Regions from separate parts of the Drosophila melanogaster genome. Here region 1 is linked to region 2. A link is a contact called in public Hi-C data. All regions are on one chromosome and are shown on one strand. The core of a region is the stretch at or near the end of the contact, and the rest is flanking DNA. Distances in the headings are between cores, read along the strand shown.

Region 1 (2,700 bases), core at 10-2,509, 290 kb after region 2:
CTTATATCTATATATGCTTTATCTAAGTTACTGCAATTGCAAACTTACCGGGGTCGTGCAACTCCTGCTCCATCTTCTCCACCTTGTTCACCTTCATTAACTGCTGGTCATCCGTGACACTCAGATCCTGCGGATGCTTCATCATGCTTCATAACCAGTATTTTTACTTTTTATTTACAAGTGGGTCGGGAAGATCCAATCACATAGTAATGAAGTAATGACCGGCAACTGTAAGTGGAAAAGGCAATCGATAAGCTGTCGTATTTCAATCTACTACTGGCTAAAACAACAGAAGGCGGGCCGAACATATTAAATTTTTAATGATGACCCGCTAATCGAGCGAAGTATCACCTGTAAATCTACAAAACGGTATATACAAAATGGCTATTTGTCGTTTGTGCACACAATGTAGGTGTCAACTCGAGTGGCCGACAACCAAACGCTTCACATTACATTTCCCCCATCAGATATTTTTGGTGGGGGGGGAGGTGTCATTTTGTTTTACGATCCCATATCAGCAATATGCCCGACACACACCTGTACTAGGGATAGTAATACTTTTATAAAGCAAAGCTCTACGTACACTCCCCCTTCGAATATCAAAACAGTCCAAAAGGTAACACGTACACGTAAAGCTCCAAAAAATACCAGAAATCATAATCTTCAATGCTTTATTGACTAGCAGATAAAAAACACTCATTCTCGCAAAATAAAAAAGGGAAAAAAAAACAGGTAAAAAAAGAGAATTGACTGTTTGCGATAACGCGAAAACAGAATTTCTGTTTATCGGCCCTTTATTGTTTCTCATCATTATGCGAGTTTTTGCGATTTTCGGTCGAGTGCCAGAAAGGCCGATAAGCCCCATGGACTGTATGGGTTCTATTGCACTGGGTACCTCTGTATCACTCTTTGATTTCTCCCTCTTATCGCTTATCAGGGGGCAGCTGACGTAGACCCCCTCGTTTGCATTGTCAATTCGTGACCTTTGAACCCCGGTGACTTTCACGATTCGCCGAAATGGCGCCGAAAACAACACAAATAGAACTCTTTTATAAGCTTATAAATTTCCGGGAAAAAGCTGATATACTTTGTTTACCTTAATACTCCGATTCTATTAAATAACAATCTAAGTATAGGTAAATTAAAGTCGCATACATATGTAAATATATTGTTGTTCTAACTTATACATATCAATATAATTTGTTTATAAATTTACATCGCGTCTTGTCTTCTTCGATTTACACTTCATTTTGGGATCACACAATTGACAAGCAAAATCACTCACAACGCTTTTGTTAGCAGTTGAAATCAACTGTGTGAAATATTTTTTTTGAAAATAAATTTTTTTTTAGAAATTTTAAGACCAAAGACAAAATTGAAAAATGTGTTCACGCGATACGGCGTCAAATCAATTGATTGACTATAAGAACAATGACTCCGAGGTGCAAAGGGAGATCACGACATCCAGTGGAACTCCAGTTGGCGTCAAGGATGCCATACAGACGGTGGGACCAAGGGGTCCTGCCCTGCTGCAGGATTTCCAGTTCCTCGACGAGGTGATGCACTTCGACTCGGAGCGGATTCCCGAACGGGTGGCCTACGCCAAGGGAGCCGGCGCCTTTGGTTACTTCGAGTGCACCCATGACATTTCAAAATTCTGTGCAGCCTCCATATTCGATAAGGTTAGAAAACGAACTGCCGTCGCGATGAGATTCTCGGTGGCCTGCGGTGAACAGGGATCTGCGGATACGGTACGTGAACAGCGCGGATTTGCCGTCAAATTCTACACCGACGACGGCATCTGGGACATTGTGGGTTGCAACATGCCCGTGCATTATGTCCGGGATCCCATGTTGTTCCCCAGCTTGGTTCATGCCCAAAAGCGCAATCCCCAGACCCACCTGAAGGATCCGGACATGTTCTGGGACTTCATGACCCTGCGTCCGGAAACCCTGCATGCCCTGCTCATGTACTTTAGCGATCGGGGAACCCCAGATGGCTATCGCCACCTGCACGGATACGGTGTGCACACCTACCGCATGATCAATGCCAGTGGGGAGACGCAATACGTTAGGTTCCACTTCAAGACGGACCAGGGCATCAAGAACCTGGACGCCCGACGATGCGAGGAGCTGATGTCCCACGATCCGGACTATGCCATCAGGGATCTGTACAACTCGATCAAGAAGGGCAACTATCCCAGTTGGTCAATGTACATTCAGGTAGGAATTATATAGGTCTATATAATCGAGTACCTAGATCGAGAGCTCATTTATAACCACTAGGTGATGCTCAACGAGGAGGCGAAAAAGTGTCGTTTCAATCCGTTCGATGTGACCAAGGTATGGCCCCAGAAGGACTTCCCCCTGCTTCCAGTTGGCAAGATTGTTCTAGATCGCAATCCCACCAACTATTTCACAGAGGTGGAGCAGCTGGCCTTCAGTCCGGCCCACATGGTGCCGGGCATCGAGCCATCGCCGGATAAGATGCTCCAGGGTCGCCTCTTCGCCTACGGCGATTCGCAGCGCCATCGTTTGGGCGTGAACTACATGCAGATACCGGTGAATTGTCCGTACCGCGTGAATGTTCGCAACTTCCAGAGGGATGGTGCTATGACAGTGACTGACAATCAGAACGGGGCTCCCAACTACTTCCCCAATTCCTTTTGCGGACCAAGGGAAAGTCCGCGGGCCTTGGGCC
Region 2 (2,777 bases), core at 143-2,642:
CGACTTGCGAATCGTTGGCCTGCAGCGGATACGATGCACTTGTGCTCGAGGGCTCACTGTGGAAGTTGCCCAACTGGCGGCTCATTAGGGGAGCCGGCTCTAGATAGTTATTGCCCTCAGTACGGCCCATATTTACGGACACCGAATGAGCGGAGTTAACCCTTTCTCGTTCGCCCTGCACAAAGGCATCTGTATTCACCGCGTTGATGTAGCGCTGAAACATCGGATACAGCTGCTCGGCATTGTGGACTCGAAACGTGTAGATCCCTGGCCCAGACATACACCTACGTCCTGCTTCGAAGGAGAAGAGATCGTTATTCAACCCATAACGTCGGAGGTGTTGCAGTGCCCAGACAATGGGCTCACAGCCAGGCGACTGGAATATTAGTTCCCGGGGCGTTAGCTCCAGGTAGCCACTCCGGATGATGGGCGTACCCGGGGTGGGTTGCAGGTGAGCCACTCGCACTCGAAACACATTCTCATGACCGCGCAGCTCATTTAACTTGCTGCTGCTGGTGATGCAGCCCATGGTGTTGCACTGAAAGACGGAGTATTATGCATTGAAGGATTATCCACTCCAGTCATGTACAGTGCCTATTGAAATGCACACCTGGACAGGCAAGTCCGCCTGGCTGTTATCGCAGCGGGCATGGAAGAAATCGCAGGCCGATAAGAGCACCACCCACCGCCTCCACCAGCTGAAATCAGCTACCCAGTGGAACTGGAGGCTCTGGGGTGCAGTCGAATTGTGTTGCTGTTATCCTGGTTGACTCCTCCTGCTTTGGTTAACTCCTGATCGACGGGACTGCTGGCTGATTGTTGTTATTTGGCCACGGAAATTCCGTTCTTGTGGTATAAAATTTCTTCTGCGACTTTTCCCCTCGCCCGACAGAACGCAATTGTGAGCAACGGGCATGCTAACTTGATTTTCGCAAAAAGACTTACAAGAAACGCTTTTTAAAAAAGTAAACGGAAAATCAAAGACAAATTACAAGTAATTACACTTAAAGAATGAAAAACTAGTTTAGCCAAGTTTAAGCCAAGGAAATATTAATATTTCAAAATTTATAGAAAAATATTGCAAATGTCAGCTTAATAGAAGTTTTCTCTCGTTTAATAGAATAATCTTGAAGATTTCTTACGTCGTAATTTTTACGTTTCTGCAAATGTTTACTGCAATTAACAAGTAATAAATAGGATTCAGATGTAAACAAATATAATTTATAAAAAAATTTTAAGTTAAGGCATTTTAGTCATCTTAATTGTATGGTTAACCATTTGGCGGAACATCAACTTTGTGGACAGCACTATAACTAGACCCGAAGCCCTAACGCGTTCTAACTGCGAAAACATCCTAACGCGACGTAAATACCAGACCCGAGCGGACATTTTTTATTTGTGGAGCGCGCAACAAGAACGAGAAAAGAAACCGAAACGGAAAGCAGGCAAAAAGAGCTGCTGCCAGTGTAGAATCGCAAAGCAAAGAAAGAAGCAAGTGCGTGTGTTTTTAAACCGAAACCGAGAGAATCGAGCCAGGTAAATTCCACTTTAAGTCATAAGATCAGAACATAAAGGAGTTAATTTAAAAAAATAAATGAAAAAGAAACCAAAGCCAAGCAGGCAGACGGCTTGCGTGTGTGTGTGTGCGTGAGTGGTGCTACTTTTGAAATTCTCTATACCCGCTTTGAATTTCGTGTTTGTTTAAAGGAATTGTGATTGAAAAGGAGACAAAGAGTTATTGACGAAAAGTTTCTAACTGGTTTCAAAAATGGTAACTGTATTTGAGGCACAAGTGTTTGTAAAAGAGACGCCCGCCGACGCTCACACACACAGGCAGGAAAAAGGACGCCATGGAAGGCGGCTTAGTGTGCGTGAACGGTGAAGAATGGGAGAAGCGAAGACTAAAAGAGATATTTAAATGGAGTTTTATGCATTTAAGGAGAACTTTCTTTGTCATTAACCCCGCCCCCGCAAAATACAGCATTCGAATTTCGCCACCTTGGAGTAGTTGCCTTTTTACAAAATTTTTGGGTGTGCCGCCTTCAATGCGTCGGCGTTGCCACCACGTCGGCGTCCGCAGCAGCAGCGCAGGCAGTGACGGCGGCAGAGGCAAACACCATGCCGGTGTGGCTTTGTATCCGTATCCGTCTCGCTCTCTCTCTCTCTCTTTGTCTCTTCGGCTCAATCTAGCGCTCTCTCCTTTTTGTGCCTCGCCTTCCTTCGCCTCGCCCGCTCATCGCTCTGGTCCTTTGTGCCATCGCTTCGCCTTGACTTCTGGTTCATTGTCGTTGTCTCCTCTTTGTTTGCATTGTACGCCTGATTACACTTGCCAACATGTTTCTACCTTCTCAGCCAAACATCCTTGTGCAAGGTGCACGCACATAGCGAGTGCCCACTGTGGCCATTTGATCTTTGTATACGTTTCGATCCCTTTTGCGTCTCGGTTTACTCAGATTATCGATACGAGGAGGATCGTCTTTTTGTTTTTCCTACACTTTTGTTGCGAAAAACTGCGTCGCACTTTCTGCAGCGTCGGTTTGTCAGTTCGTCCGTCCGTCCGTCACTCAGTCGTTCAATCGCTCAATCGCAGACGGGCAGACAGCCACCGCCCTAACTGGCGTCGCCTACATGTCTTTGTGTGTGTGGTGTATGTGCTTGCGTGCCTGGGGTAGTGTGCCTGTGTGCGTGCCTCGCTGCATGTGTGAGTCCTTTACGAATGGAGTGGGTGGGCAGAGGCCGAGGAGGAAGAAGCAGAAGCGCAATCACAAGATTTTCGA

Evidence for each region. A called contact is a pair of places that touch in the nucleus more often than the background predicts.
Region 1: a contact with region 2 is called in a Hi-C map of the S2 cell line, with 2.0 times the contacts expected there. A contact is called at or near these places in 6 of 107 Hi-C or Micro-C datasets (the Kc167 cell line, the S2 cell line, ovary and 1 more).

The regions. Positions count from the first base shown.
Region 1 is chr2L:8,704,313-8,707,012 of dm6, forward strand. CatB (Catalase B) reads left to right here and starts at 1,260. Exons shown (of 2, transcript NM_001273339.1): 1 at 1,260-2,222; 2 at 2,286-2,700. The coding sequence starts at 1,383. Hnf4 (Hepatocyte nuclear factor 4) reads right to left here. Exons shown (of 8, transcript NM_164834.2): 2 at 49-228. The coding sequence starts at 145. It also overlaps asRNA:CR44992.
Region 2 is chr2L:8,414,351-8,417,127 of dm6, forward strand. Akap200 (A kinase anchor protein 200) reads left to right here and starts at 1,393. Exons shown (of 5, transcript NM_001298823.1): 1 at 1,393-1,536. It overlaps CG13398, which reads right to left and starts at 906. Exons shown (of 2, transcript NM_001273323.1): 1 at 611-906; 2 at 1-538. The coding sequence starts at 529.